2 separate regions of the Macaca mulatta genome follow, and region 2 is linked to region 1. A link is a contact called in public Hi-C data. All regions are on one chromosome and are shown on one strand. Each heading gives the region's core, a stretch centred on a gene start, on an enhancer-like site or on the middle of the called end of the contact. The rest is flanking DNA. Distances are from core to core; before and after follow the strand shown.

Region 1 (7,364 bases), core at 2,901-5,400:
ACAGTGGGGTAGTAAAGTTTCCCACTATTATTGTGTGGGAGTCTAAGTCTCTTTGTAGGTCTCTAAGAACTTGCTTTATGAATCTGGGTACTCCTGTACTGGATGCATGTGTATTTAGGATAGTTAGCTCTTCTTATTGCATTGATTCCTTTAGCATTATGTAATGCCTTTCTTTGTCTTTTTTGATCTTTGTTTGTTTAAAGTCTGTTTTATCAGAGACTAGGATTCCAACCCCTGCTTTTTTTTTTTTTTTTTGCTTTCTATTTGCTTCACAATATTCCTCCATCCCTTTATTTTGAGCCTATGTGTGTCTCTGCAAATGAGATGAGTCTCCTGAATACAGCACACCAATGGGTCTTGATTCTTTATTCTGTTAGCCAGTCTGTGTCTTTTAATTGGGGAATTTAGCCCATTTACATTTAAGGTTAATATCGTTATGTGTGAATTTGATCCTGGCAGTATGATGCTAGCTGGTTTTCTTTGCCTGTTAGTTGACACAGTTTCTTCATAGCATCGATGGTCTTTACATACAATTTGTATGTTTTTGCAGTGGCTGGTACCAGTTGTTCCTTTCCATGTTTAGTGCTTCCTTCAGGAGCTCTTGTATGGCAGGCAGCTAGCTAGACTAATAGGAAAAGAGAGAAGCATCAAAAAATGCAATAAAAAATGATAAAGGACATATCACCACCCATCCCACAGAAATACAAACTACCATCAGAGACTACTTGTAAACACCTTTATGCAAATAAACTAGAAAATCTAGAAGAATTGGATAAGTTTCTGGACACATATACCCTCCTAAGACTAAACCAGGAAGAGGTTGAATCCCTGAATAGACAAGTTCTGAAATTGAGGCAGCAATTAATAGCCTACCAACCAAAAAAAGTCCAGGGCCAGATGGATTCACAGCCGAATTCTACCAGAGGTACAAAGAGGAGCTGGTACCATTCCTTCTGAAACTATTCTAAACAATAGAAAAAGAGGGAGTCCTCCCTAACACGTTTTATGAGGCCAGCATCATCCTGATACCAAAACCTGGCAGAGACACAACAAAAAAGAAAATTTCAGGCCAATATCCCTGATGAATATCAATGCGAAAATCCTAATAAAACAGTGGCACACCAAATCCAGCAGCACATCAAAAAGCTTATTCACCATGATCAAGCCGGCTTCATCCCTGAGATGCAAGGCTGGTTCAACATATGCAAATCAATCAATATAATCCATCACATAAATAGAACCAATGATAAAAATCACATGATTATCTCAATAGATGCAGAAAAGGCCTTCGACAACATTCAATAGCCCTTCTTGCTAAAAACTCTCAATGTAACTCAGTATTGATATAACGTATCTCAAAATAACAAGAGCTATTTATGACAAACCCACAGCCAGTATCATACTGAATGGGCAAAAACTGGAAGCATTCCCGGCACAAGACAAGGATGCTCTCTCTTACCACTCCTATTCAACATAGTATTGGAAGTTCTGGCCAGGGCAATCAGGCAAGAAAAAGAAATAAAGGGTATTCAAATAGGAAGAGAAGAGGTCAAATTGTCTCTGTTTACAGACGACGTGATTGTATATTTAGAAAACCCCATTGTCGCCGGGCGCGGTGGCTCAAGTCTGTAATCCCAGCACTTTGGGAGGCTGAGACAGGTGGATCACGAGGTCAGGAGATCGAGACCATCCTGGCTAACATGGTGAAACCCCGTCTCTACTAAAAAATACAAAAAAAATAGCTGGGCGAGGTGGCGGGCGCCTGTAGTCACAGCTACTCGGGAGGCTGAGGCAGGAGAATGGCGTAAACCCGGGAGGCAGAGCTTGCAGTGAGCAGAGATCCGGCCACTGCACTCCAGCCTGGGTGACAGAGCGAGACTCCGTCTCAAAAAAAAAAAAAAAAAAGAAAACCCCATCATCTCAGCCTCAAATCTCCTTAAGCTGATAAGCAACTTCAGCAAAGTCTCAGTATACAAAATCAATGTGCAAAAATCACAAGCATTCCTTTACAACAATAACAGAGAGCTAAATCAAGAGTGAACTCCCATTCACAGTTGCTACAAAGACAATAAAATACCTAGGAATCCAACTTACAAGGGATGTGAAGGACCTCTTCAAGGAGAACTACAAACCACTGCTCAAAGAAGTAAGAGAGGACACAAACAAATGGAAAAACATTCCATGCTCATGGATGGGAAGAATCAATATCATCAAAATGGCCATACTGCCCAAAGTAATTTATAGATTCAGTGCTATCCCGATCAAGCTACCATTGACTTTCTTCACAGAATTGGAAAAAATGACTTTAAATTTCATATGGAACCAGAAAAGAGCCTGCATAGCCAAGACAATCCTAAGCAAAAAACAAAACAAAACAAAAACCTAAACAATCCTAACAAAGCTGGAGGCATCACGCTACCTGACTTCAAACCATACTAGAAGGCTACAGTAACAAAAACAGCATGGTACTGGTACCAAAACAGAGATATAGACCAATGAAACAGAACAGAGGCCTCAGAAATAACACCACACATCTACAACCATTTGATCTTTGACAAACCTGACAAAAACAAGCAATGGGGAAAGGATTCCCTATTTAATAAATTGTGTTGGGAAAACTGGCTAGCCATATGCAGAAAGCTGAAACTAGATTCCTTCCTTACACCTTACACAAAAATTAACTCAAGATGGATTTAAGACTTAAACATAAGACCTAAAACGATAAAAACTTCAGAAGAAAACCTAGGCAGTACCATTCAGGACATAGGCATGGGCAAAGACTTCATAATTAAAACACCAAAAAACAATGGCAACAAAAGCCAGAATAGACAAATGGGATCTGATTAAAGAGCTTCTGCACAGCAAAAGAAACTATGGTCAGAGAGAACAGGCAACCTACAGAATGGGAGAAAATTTTTGCAACCTACTCATCTGACAAAGGGCTAATATCCAGAATATACAAATAACTTAAACAGATTTACAAGAATAAAATAACCCCATCAAAAGGTGGGTGAAGGATATGAACAGACACTTCTCAAAAGAAGACATTTATGCAGCCAACAAATATGTGAAAAAAGCTAATCGTCACTGGTCATTAGAGAAATGCAAATCAAAAACACAATGAGATACCATCTCATGCCAGTTAGAATGGTGATCATTAAAAAGTCAGGAAGCAACAGATGCTGGAGAGGATGTGGAGAAATAGAATGCTTTTTCACTGTTGGTGGCAATTAGCTCAACCATTGTGGAAGACAGTGTGGCGATTCCTCAAGGGTCTACATCTAGAAATACCATTTGACCCAGCAATCCCATTCCTGGGTATATATCCAAAGGATTACAAATCATTCCACTATAAAGACACATACACACATATGTTTATTGCAGTAGTGTTCACAATAGCAAAGACTCGAAACCAACCCTAATGCCTATCAGTGGTAGACTGGATGAAGAAAATGTGGCACATATACACCATGGAATACTATGCAGCCATAAAAAAGGATGAGTTCATGTCCTTTGCAGGGAGATGGATGACTCTGGGAACCATCATTCTCAGCAAACTACTACAAGAACAGAAAACCAAATGCCACATGTTCTCACTCGTAAGTGGGAATTTAACAATGAGAATACATGGACACAGGGAGGGGAACATCACACAGTGGGGCCTGTTGGGGGGCGGGGTCTAGGGGAGGAATAGCATTAGGAGAAATACCTAATGTAGATGATGGGTTAATGGGTGTAGCAGACCACCATGGCACGTGTATACCTATGTAAGAAACCTGCCCGTTCTGCACATGTACCCCAGAACTTAAAGTATAATAAATAATATAATAATAATAATAACAGTATTCAGGCCCTACCTTAATCCTATTAAATCTGAATCTGAGAATGGGACATGGTCAGACATTTCTACAGACTCCCCAAGTGATGTGGGCGGGAGCAGGGTTAAGAAGGTTTAGCATGTATTGCTTACATAAGCAGTATCTAAAATAAATAATTACTTGAATTTTAAGGCTAATATAATTTGTTTCTCTTTCATCTTAAGGACATCTAGCACTAGGGATAAGAAAAGATTGGTAGCTCTGCTACCTTTTAGCATGTGACCTGGGGTAATTTTTTTTTAGACAGAGTGTTACTCTGTTTCCCAGGCTGGAGTATAGTGGAGCGATCATGGCTCACTGTAACCTCAAATTCCTGAACTCAGGCAATCTAATTTAAATAAAAATATCTGTAGGTATTTGTGTAGAGCAAGGAGGTTGTATTTTTAAGCTTTCCAGGGCATTTGTGTGCAGGTGGTGAGAGATCACATTTAATAAAACTAATGCACTTTTTTGTAATGTTACATTAGAGAATGCTTTCTCTTGAGCTACCAGTAGGGGGCATTGTGAATTAACTGGTTTGCTTATCTCACCATTCACTTAATAGGAAACTACAAAATTGTGAAGTTTTTTTTTTTTTTTTTTAAACCCTGCAGATAATAGGCATTTAAATTAAAATTTAATAAAAGGTAATAATTATTTTTTCAAGTGTGCATGTAGTGCTTAAAATCTTTCAAGAAAGAAAATCATGTTAAAAGAAGCTCAGTTTAAAAATTTATTTTTGCTAAATATTGATTTAAAATTTTGTAAACACTGAAATTGCACACAATTTATAGTGACTGAAAATTAGCATTTTTGATGCTTGCTAAAATGACCTAGTATCATTTGGTTTTGAGATATATACTCTGGGATTATATGTTAGCTCTATTCCCTTCTGTTTTAAAAATAGTAGATCATATATACTGTTACATTGGGGCTCAATAATTGACCTTTAGCTTGGCCTTTCAGTTAAAGAAGTGAATGAAAATATATTTGATAGACTAACAGCTTTGGGTTCTAGTTCTAGATTTATCCCCTTGTAGCTGACTTTGGGCATGTCATTTACCCTCTAAGTCACAGTTCCTTTCCTTGTTAAATGAGAATCCTGGTACCTTCTTTAGAAGAGTGTATGAAATGATGTATGTGAAAATACTTTCTGACTATGTTTACATGCCCTAATCTTGCTTTTTCCTTAAAGCTGATATGTTAAGTTTGAAATGTTTAAAATGTGTACTTCAGTTTTAAGAAAGCTCTAAACATGATTGTGGTTAAGATTGAAAATATTAGTGGAGCAGTTGTTGGTACAGTTATACATTTGACAGCAAAATACCTAATTTTGCAAAGTTTGAAAAAGGGTGAGGATTTTGCAAATTCCTGTATTTTCTGAACACTTTCTTTTTGGGTAGGAGAAGAACTTTAATTAGCTTATTTGCTATTCGTTTAGAAATTACTTCTCTCCTCATCTTTTCTTTTATATGTATTAATTTGAGGACTTTTGTTAATAGTTTTCTTATCTAACCACTAGATAGCCAAGGACAATGTTGATCATTTTTTTTTTCAGATAGAAGTGTTTTAAGATTTATTTTTGGTCAGTACTACATAGTCTTAATTTATACTTTTGTAAACTTATGTCTAGATTGATCAAGTAACTCTTAAGACCACAGAAACCTTTTGCTTAGTATATAAACATGATAAAGTTTCATTTGGAGCAAAAATTAATTGGAGAGTTGTATTGCAAATTTCTAAAAATAGGGAAAGTTCTACTTTGTGTATTGATCAAAAAACATTGTCTACATATATTTTTGCTTAAACTGTCATCTTTACAGAGTTAACTAAACAGGTCATGTAATCCAACTCTGAGGCGCACTGTAAATGCGTGCAGCTTCAACTTGAAAGCTAATATTCAAAGCAACAGTACAAGTGTTTTAGATATGTTTCTGTGTCTGTGAAATAGATAATGAGCTACCTGATTTAGAAGCTGAGAAGAAGGAGGGTGAAGGTGAGAAACTTTAACTTGCTTAGGTTTTATGTTTGTATTTCATCTTTATAAAATAAGGTTGAAATTATTTTTAAAAAACAAAAGGTAGTATTTTAAATCCAAAAATATACTAGTTTATGCCCAAATATGTTTGGTTTAACATGTAAAACTTTGCATATGTGAGTTTCATGAACTCAAGTAGCTTTATTTGAAATGTTTGAGATAATGAGTGGTTTCTTGGTTTATTATTTTGAATCATATATGGGGTGGGAAAGAGGCAGAGGGAATTTCTGTTCCTTTAAAATAGGCACATTTTGAGGACATGCTTTTATATTAAAAGCTATCTCAAGTGTATATAGCTTAGTTTTTTTCTAGGTGTCATTTTGTTTGGTCGTATTTAAATTTAGCAATAAATGACTGCTAACTGTTGTGTTTGGACATGATCATATGCTGCATGGGCATTTGTACTTCATCGTAGAACAGGATTTTGGAAAATAAAACCTCAGTTTCGATTTAGGAAAGGAAAATGATTAATTTTTATTGAGTTTCATCTTCAAAGTTTTAATAACCTCTATCGCGTTCTTGTGGCTTTAGTTTGAAATACTTTAGACAGCTGTTTTTCTAAAATAATTGCAGTCATGAAGTTGGGGGTTTTTTGGTGTGATTTACATATATTTTCTGTTTTATTATTAAACCTATAAAAATTAATTTTCCTATCCCCTATCCCATTTTAACATAAGAACAGACCGTATATGGTATATTTATGGATTATTTCTGGGAAAAGAAACCTTAAAATCACAGTAGCTTTTCAGATCCACTAATATGCTTCAAAGATACTAATTTTTGCTTTTGAGATAAAATGTTATTAACTTAGCCTCTTTAACTTACTGTAAATGTTGATAGTTGACCTCTTAAGATTTTAGAAAAGGTTATTTAGAATTGGTCATCCTTTAGTTTACACAAAGGTAACACACTTTAGGCTACTTCTTTAAACTAGTTGTTGAAACTAAAGGTTCTGTCAGAGGCATGCTAATGTGTAGAAAATAAAGACCTTAAAAACTTCATCCTTTGAAGTTTAGAAGTGATTTTTTTAAACTCTGAACTCATTGCAGTGTGCAAAATATTCAGCCGTCATTATCTAGAGTGGAGGGGTTTATTCATGTTTGTGTCTGACCTACTTTCTTTGAGGCTTGGCCTTTTCACCTTTAGATAATTAGGCTTCACCTCCCACCCTTCTGCTAGGGTTTCATGGCTCCTCAGATGTCACTGCGTTACCTTTTCAGACTTTCAACACACTCCTTGTCCTTTCACCACCAAGTATATCAGTTGCTTTGTAGAGTAAGAAAAAATAATACAATTTATTGTTTAAAAATGAAAATACTTTGTTGCTTCATCCTTCATGCCACCATTTTGTAAAAAATAGTTTTATTTTTTATAATTTATTTTATAATCAGCTCCCTAATACTTTGAATGACTCTAGCACAGAAACTGTCTTACTTTTCTGTATCTGGAGCCTTGTACAGGTAATGACA
Region 2 (7,364 bases), core at 2,786-5,285, 450 kb after region 1:
GTCTGTTATTGGTATTAGAATGCCTGTGATTTTTGCACATTGATTTTGTATCCTGAGACTTTGCTGAAGTTGCTTATCAGCTTAAGGAGATTTTGGGCTGAGATGATGGGGTTTTCTAGATATACAATCATGTCATCTGCAAACAGGAACAATTTGACTTCCTCTTTTCCTAATTGAATACCCTTTATTTCTTTGTCCTGCCTAATTGCCCTGGCCAGAACTTCCAACACTATGTTGAATAGGAGTGGTGAGAGAGGGCATCCCTGTCTTGCGTCAGTTTTCAAAGGGAATGATTCCAGTTTTTGCCCATTCAGTATGATATTAGTTGTGGGTTTGTCATAAATAGCTCTTATTATTTTGTGATATGTTCCATCAATACCAAATTTATTGAGAGTTTTTAGCATGAAGGGCTGTTGAATTTTGTCAAAGGCCTTTTCTGCATCTATTGAGATAATCATGTGGTTTTTTTCTTTGGTTCTGTTTATACGCTGGATTACATTTATTGATTTGCATATGTTGAACCAGCCTTGCATCCCAGGGATGAAGCTCACTTGATCATGGTGGATAAGCTTTTTATGTGCTGCTGGATTTAGTTTGCCAGTATTTTATTGAGGATTTTAGCATCGATATTCATCAGGGATATTGGTCTAAAATTCTCTTTATTTGTTTTGTCTCTGCCAGGCTTTGGTATCAGTATGATGCTGGCCTCATAAAATGAGTTAGGGAGGATTCCCTCTTTTTCTATTGATTGGAATAGTTTCAGAAGGAATGGTACCAGCTCCTCCTTGTACCTCTGGTAGAATTTGGCTGTGAATCCATCTGGTCCTGGACTTTTTTTGGTGGGTAGGCTATTAATTATTGCTTCAATTCCAGAGCCTGTTATTGGTCTATTCAGGGATTAAACTTCTTCCTGGTTTAGTCTTGGGAGACTATATGTGTCCAGGAATTTATCCATTTCTTCTAGGTTTTCTAGTTTATTTGCGTAGAGTTTTTTTTCCAGAATTATATTTTTGGGATTTTGATTTTTAAGGATTTCAACATGTGGGATTATGACATTTGAGATGGTATCTTTCAGGATTATGATTATAATAAATTCCTCCCCAGGGAAGATCCTCAGTCCTATGTTTCCAGAAGTTTGTTCTTAGCTAGTTCTTTTGTAATCCTCATTGGTGTCTTACCTAGAAAACATTTTCCTCTGGGAAATATTTATTCAAGTGGTTCCCGAGAACTGATAAGCCTTTATCACACAAAAATGAAATATCAAATGATGAGTTCAGATACCCATGTGAATGGATCTTTTGGGCCATCTATTTAGCAGCTTCAAAACAAAACAAAGTGCCACTCTGAAGGCTGATTGTGCGACCGTGTGGGTTTGAAATTCATCTAAATCATGTCAAAGTATGGAAGAGACCTTCAACAATTATGTGATCCATCTATAGGTTTTCAGGCACATCAATATTTTGACATCTGAAAAAATGATATTTTTTATTTGCACAAATTTCCACTAAAGAAGGTTACAATGAATAACTAAGCTATTTCATCACAACAAGGTACAATGTACCACCATCTCTCTCTCACCTGGGCTATAACAGTAATGCCCTAAACTGCACTGACTCTTGTTACCATTCTTGCCATTCCTTCCCCCTTTTATTTTATACTCCCCTACACCCAGTAACCTATTTGGCACACTGAAGCCCAAGTGATCTTTTAAAAATGCGAGTTAGATCATGCCAATTCTCTTCTTCAAATCCTTTGGTGGCTTCTCATCCTTCCTAGGATGAAAACGCATATGGTTGACAAGACACTCCGTGATCCTGACTTAGCCATCCTTCCTCCTCACTCTCACCTCCAGCATCTCTGGTCTTTAGTATCTTCCAATGTGCCATCATGTTCCTGTCACTTTATGGCCTTTCCATAGCATCTGAGTGCTTTTATCTGTGCTGCTCCAACCCCCAGTGTCCCTGTGTTACTTAACCTGTATTTTTGGTCCATTGCACCTATCACTCTTTCTCTTTGTTTATATATTTGTGTGCTTATTTGATTAATGTTTGTTTTCCCAACTAGACTATAAAGCTCCATGAAGTAAGGCCTTTGGGCTCTTCTACTCACCAGTATATCCCCAGTGTCACAGAAAGAGTCACATAGTAAGCTCACAGTGAATATTTGCCTAATATATGAATGAGCTATCCCTTTTATCAGCAAACATGTTTTATGCATTAAGTTGAGCCCATTTCCAATTATTAGAAGAGATGGAGAATTGCTATTCACTTTCTTCTAGTTCTGTCTTTGCTTTGGGATGCAATATACTGTTACTTTGGTGAAAATGCACAGATGTCTCATTAACAATGAAATTGGGCAGTATACATTAATTTAAATATCATTAGTTTAGTTAACAGGTGTTGTTAATTTTATTCTTTTTTAAGTTAATTAGTTATTCTTTGTGTTCAAATTCTGATTTGGTGGTTATTGGAAAGGGTTAACTCCACTACATAAGAGCTTTAGTGTTACTCAAATTTTTCCTTGCTAGAAGAAAAAGTTCAGTTTTTGTTGTTGTTGTTGTTTGTTTTTGGTGTAAACAGCAGCATAGAGAAATAAAGCAGCAAGGGACATCTTAATAAATGTTAGAATAAACTTTAAAATGACAATAAAGAAATGGGAATTAGGGATAGGTTTCAAGAAAGAACAAGGGATCTTACGAGAGTTATTTATTTGAAAGGAGAAAGACTGTTCTTTAAGCTGTATCAATCTGTTTTCATTTAATCTAAATCCAAAACAAATACAGATTGTATCCTGACTAAACTTTCTCCCATGACTAGATCTCAGAAAGTATTGCCTACATGTGACCATTTTTCTAATAGTGTATGTAATCTTAAAAATAGTAATCATTTATGAGGTACCATATGCCAGACACCTACATAGAATACTTTATTTGGTTCTCAGTGACAGATATGATTATTATTTCACATTCTAGAAGTAAGGAAACTGTGGTTCAGGGAGGTTAAGCAGTTTGCCCAGACTCATGACTTTGGGCAGATCCAGATTCAAATCCCAAGTTTTGCTGATTGTGAGCCCTATGCTCCTAACTCTTTTGTCTTATTTCCTCTTTAAAATGAGATTCTAACATTTGCTAAAATTTAAGATGTTTTCCCATTTTCACCGGCAAATTACTTAGAGCAGTGGTTCTCCAAATGTAGTCTTCAGATCAGCAGAATCAGCAACACCTAGGAATTTACTAGAAATGTTAATTTTCTGACCTAGCACCAAATTTACCGAATTAGAGACTGGGGGGTGAGAGTGGGATGGGCACAGCAATTTGCATTTTGAGGAGCCCTCCGTGTGATTCTGATGCATGCACAATTTGAGTACCGCTACCTAAATGGAAAATTGAACAGCCCCTATTGCCATCTAAGCTAGTAACTGATCATCTGGCCCCTTGCATTCCAGGGGTCACTTTTGGATAATGTTTCTCACTCACTCACGTTCCTCTGCAAATCAGTAATGGTGATCTGAACGCTTCCTACAGATTTTTGTTTTGAGCCGGTGTTGCTATTTTTGCAAAGGCTCTGCTGGAACTCCTGATCCTCCCGCCTCAGCCTCCCCAGTAGCTGAAACTACAGGCCTGTGTCATTGCACCCGGCTCAAGGATAGATTTTTATTTGTTTGTTTTGTTTTAGAGATAGGGTCTTTCAACGTCGCCCACGCTGTTTCTACAGATTTTGTTTTGGTTTAATATGGTGTCACATAAACTTACACTGGTTAAGTAAACAGGCAACATTTGAACTAAATTTAACTTCAATGTTGTGGTGGTCTGCAAAAGGTCATTGTGCTTCTTGGTTAACATTTTCATGTTTCTCCACTTCTGCTTTCGTCCAGAACAGGAAGCGGAAGTTCTAAACTACTGCGGAGTCGTCTCTTGGTATTTCCGGCCTCGCTGAGACCAGAAAGTAGCGGAAGGGACAAATGTTTCTTGTTAGAGTCCCAATTTGATTTCTAAATCAAGGTGTACAGGATCAAAGGTCTCTTAAGTGCAGATCTCAAACTTTGATCGTTATGTAAATAAGCAACTTGAAACTCTCCTTCACCACTTGTAACACAGGCAGGTGACTGAGATGAGATCAATCAGAGCTGAGGAACGAGGGGAAATTCCCACCTAATAGCTGAGAGCAACAATACTTGAGTTTGTGCTTGCCTTCCCTTTTAATTTTCTAAGGTATAGGTGATCAAAACTCTTAATAAATTGAAGATTGAAGGTCTTAGAATCTGAGTAAGCTAAGAGGATATACAGTTTCCACAAATGAATTCTTTCATTACAATAAAAAATAACAGAGGAACTTTAAGGCATTCGTTCGCTGCCAAGAATTTCAGCTGAGGTTGTGGGTGGCGGAAGAGGGTAGTTAATTTAATTAACTTCTGTTTTGTGATCTCTGAATAAAGGCACCTGGAAATAGAAGCAGAGAGAAAAGATCGTACCATGTTTTCTATCTGTTATTTAGCTTGGATTTTCTGTTTCGATAGTTGGTTGTTTCTATAGGGAAGAATACTTATTCACACTGAAAGAAAGCAAAAGAAATGGATTTTTTTTAAAAAAATAATGAAACTTCTAGATGAGTAAACCCGGAGGATAGTTTGTGAATTAAATAAATGTTTTTGGTGTATAATCAGGGAAACTGATAAAACCCATTCATCTAAAAAGAAGGTGAAAGTTTTCGGCTGTCACCAGGGTCTAACTTGGTAAGTCAGTCCCATTATCACATACCAATGAAATAAAACTAGAGGCGTGTTTTATTCATTCGATTTAGAATCTTTAGAACCACTAGTCCAGTAGTGCTGTCAGGTTAAAGGATTAGTTGTTCAATATAAACCATATATTTGGACTAAAATAATCACATTAGCCTTTGTTAAATGTACTCATGATGAAGTGATATAACAATAGTGTTCTCCCTACTTGAGATTTAAAGCTTGAAATTTCTAATATGATCAATGTCTCCACTTTGCTGTCTGACATAGTACTGCTTAAACCTTCCTCAAATACTTGTATGCCATATATGTTTCTAATCTATATACAATACTACTGATACATAAGCACTGTGTTTTCTTCTAGCTTAAAATAATAAGTCAATTTCCTTAGGATAGGTACAACTGTAACCTTAGATAAGAAGTTTTGGATTCTAAATTGAGCCCTGCTGTGAAAACTAATCTTTGCTTTAGATCTCCACCTTGTGGTTACATGTTTAAAATGTAAATTCTTGTGATTTTATGATCCTGGCTTATAGATTCTTTCAAAAAGAAAGGTAGAATGGATGAACATTTTCTGACAATAACTTGAGACTTATGACTGGATATTTAGAAATTTATAATTCAGATTCAGTGCACTTCAGAATGTTTTCTCTCTGAGACCCTTGTTTACCACTTTTTATTCAACTACCTTGAAAAATTGGTTTTGGATTTCTTAAGGATTGAAGAGGCTTTTAGAGATCATCTTTTGGATTAGTGCTAGTACAGCAGGAGCTAATAGGAGGAACCTCATTAGCGTATCTTTAGTAAACTTGAATGAAGGGAACATATGGGTTTAGAACTTACCACTTCAGAACATTGAGGAAATCTGTAAGAAATACTCCAACATTTCCCTACCACCGTGTGTTTTTAAAAAAAAAAAGAAAAGAAGAAATACCCCAACATGGGGTTTACATTGGTCCAAGAAAAGAAGACAGGTTTCAACTATAACATCCTGTGACTTCATTTTCTAAGTTTCCTCATCACAATATAGAAAAGCTATATGATGTCTGCTGGGTATACAGCAGTGCTCTGTGTAGCTTAAAGAACATGTAGTTCCAGCATGAAGTCCTGCAAGAGTGGGCCTGGTGTGCTGTGTGTGGATCAACTCTAGAGCTCTTTGGATTTATATGAGACTTGATTTACAGAATTTAGTTACAAAGCACAATAATATTTTATTACGTTCATTTGTTTATATATTGTCTTTTTTTTTTTTTTTTAACATTCAACAACAAATATTGGTGACTCCACCTTAAAAACAGACTCAGAATCTACAAACTTCTTGTAATTTCCTCTTTCACAGCAACCAGCTTTATCCTATTAGAACATGAATCAGATTACTGTTACTCCCCTGCTTAAAAACAGGGATTTTCCCTCACTCAGAGGAAAAGCCTACGTTCTCATGGTGGCCATCAAGACCCACTCTAACTGGCCTGTGTTCCCACTCCAACCTCAACTCCTCTATCACCCGTCCTCCTTCTGCTGCAGCTACATGGCCTCCTCGGTGGTCTTGGTACGTAAAGGCCTTTGAGTTACAGTTCAGTCGACTTGGAATACTCTCCTTCCATACACTCACATGGTGTGCTTCCTCCCTCCTTCAGGGTTAGTCAAAACTCATACTTCTTTCTGGCCACCCACCTAAAATTGCAACACTCCTCCTACACTTACAATCCTACTTGACTGCTTTACTTTCTAAGCTTTATCCCACATACTATACATTTTTCTTATGTGTCTCATGTATCATCTGTCTTCTCCCCTACCATGTAAGCGCCACAAATAGTGATTATGCTTGTGTTTTTCACTCTTACTTCTCAGCCCTCACAACAGTGCCTGGCTCAATAAACAAATATTTGCCAAGTGAATGACTGTCTCACCCATTACATCTTTAAGTCCCTTAGGGCCATGTCTTGTTTGCATTTCTAGAACCTAGCATAGTGGCTGGAGTTTAAAAGAGTTTAAATAAATGTTTGCTGGTTAAACGAATCACTGTTGAAGTACCCTCTTAAGGACTGTCAACATATTGTACATATAAATATGAGATGATTGTATTTATTCTTACTGATTTTAAATATTATTTAATATTTTAAATATCATTTAAAAATCTTAAAATCATCTTGGCTACATTTCATTTTTTTTTATTCATTTGATTATTGAGTCACTCTTATTTGAGTACTTAAGACTGTTCGTTTGAAAACTTTTTCTTTCTCTTTCTTTTTTTTTCTTTTTTTTTTTTTTTGGATGGGGCCTTGCTCTGTCACCCAGACTGGTGGCAATGGGGCTATCATAGCTCACTGCAGCCTTGAACTCCTGGGCTCAAGTAATCCTCCTTCCTTAGTCTCTAGTAGCTAGTACTGTAGGCACGTGCTACCATGCTTGGCTAAATTTTTTGGTTTTGCTTTTGCAGAGATGGGTCTCTCTATGTTGCTCAGGCTGGCCTCAAACTCCTGGCCTCAAGAGAACAATTCTCCTGCCTTGGCCTCCCAAAGTGCTGGAATTATAGACACAAGCCACCATGTCCAGCCAAAAACTTCATTCTTAAATATTATTTAAGACTTCTTCCCGTTCCTTTCCTTGACACTATCTACAAGGTG

Evidence for each region. A called contact is a pair of places that touch in the nucleus more often than the background predicts.
Region 2: a contact with region 1 is called in a Hi-C map of CD4 T cells, with 6 times the contacts expected there. The contact joins two enhancer-like sites. A contact is called at or near these places in 3 of 14 Hi-C or Micro-C datasets (CD4 T cells, fibroblasts and liver).

Annotation. Positions count from the first base shown.
Region 1 is chr1:42,692,666-42,700,029 of T2T-MMU8v2.0, forward strand. The region is part of intron 16 of SWT1 (SWT1 RNA endoribonuclease homolog); the gene reads left to right. Among named protein-coding and RNA genes, the nearest start is that of IVNS1ABP, 73 kb to the right of the region's middle. Within about 2 kb of position 4,151, at least 1 of the 40 cell types and tissues checked has an H3K27ac peak or open chromatin away from gene starts, as enhancers often do. A contact at or near this core is called in CD4 T cells, where this site is marked.
Region 2 is chr1:43,139,611-43,146,974 of T2T-MMU8v2.0, forward strand. No RefSeq gene overlaps it. Among named protein-coding and RNA genes, the nearest start is that of HMCN1, 35 kb to the right of the region's middle. Within about 2 kb of position 4,036, at least 11 of the 40 cell types and tissues checked have an H3K27ac peak or open chromatin away from gene starts, as enhancers often do. A contact at or near this core is called in CD4 T cells, where this site is marked.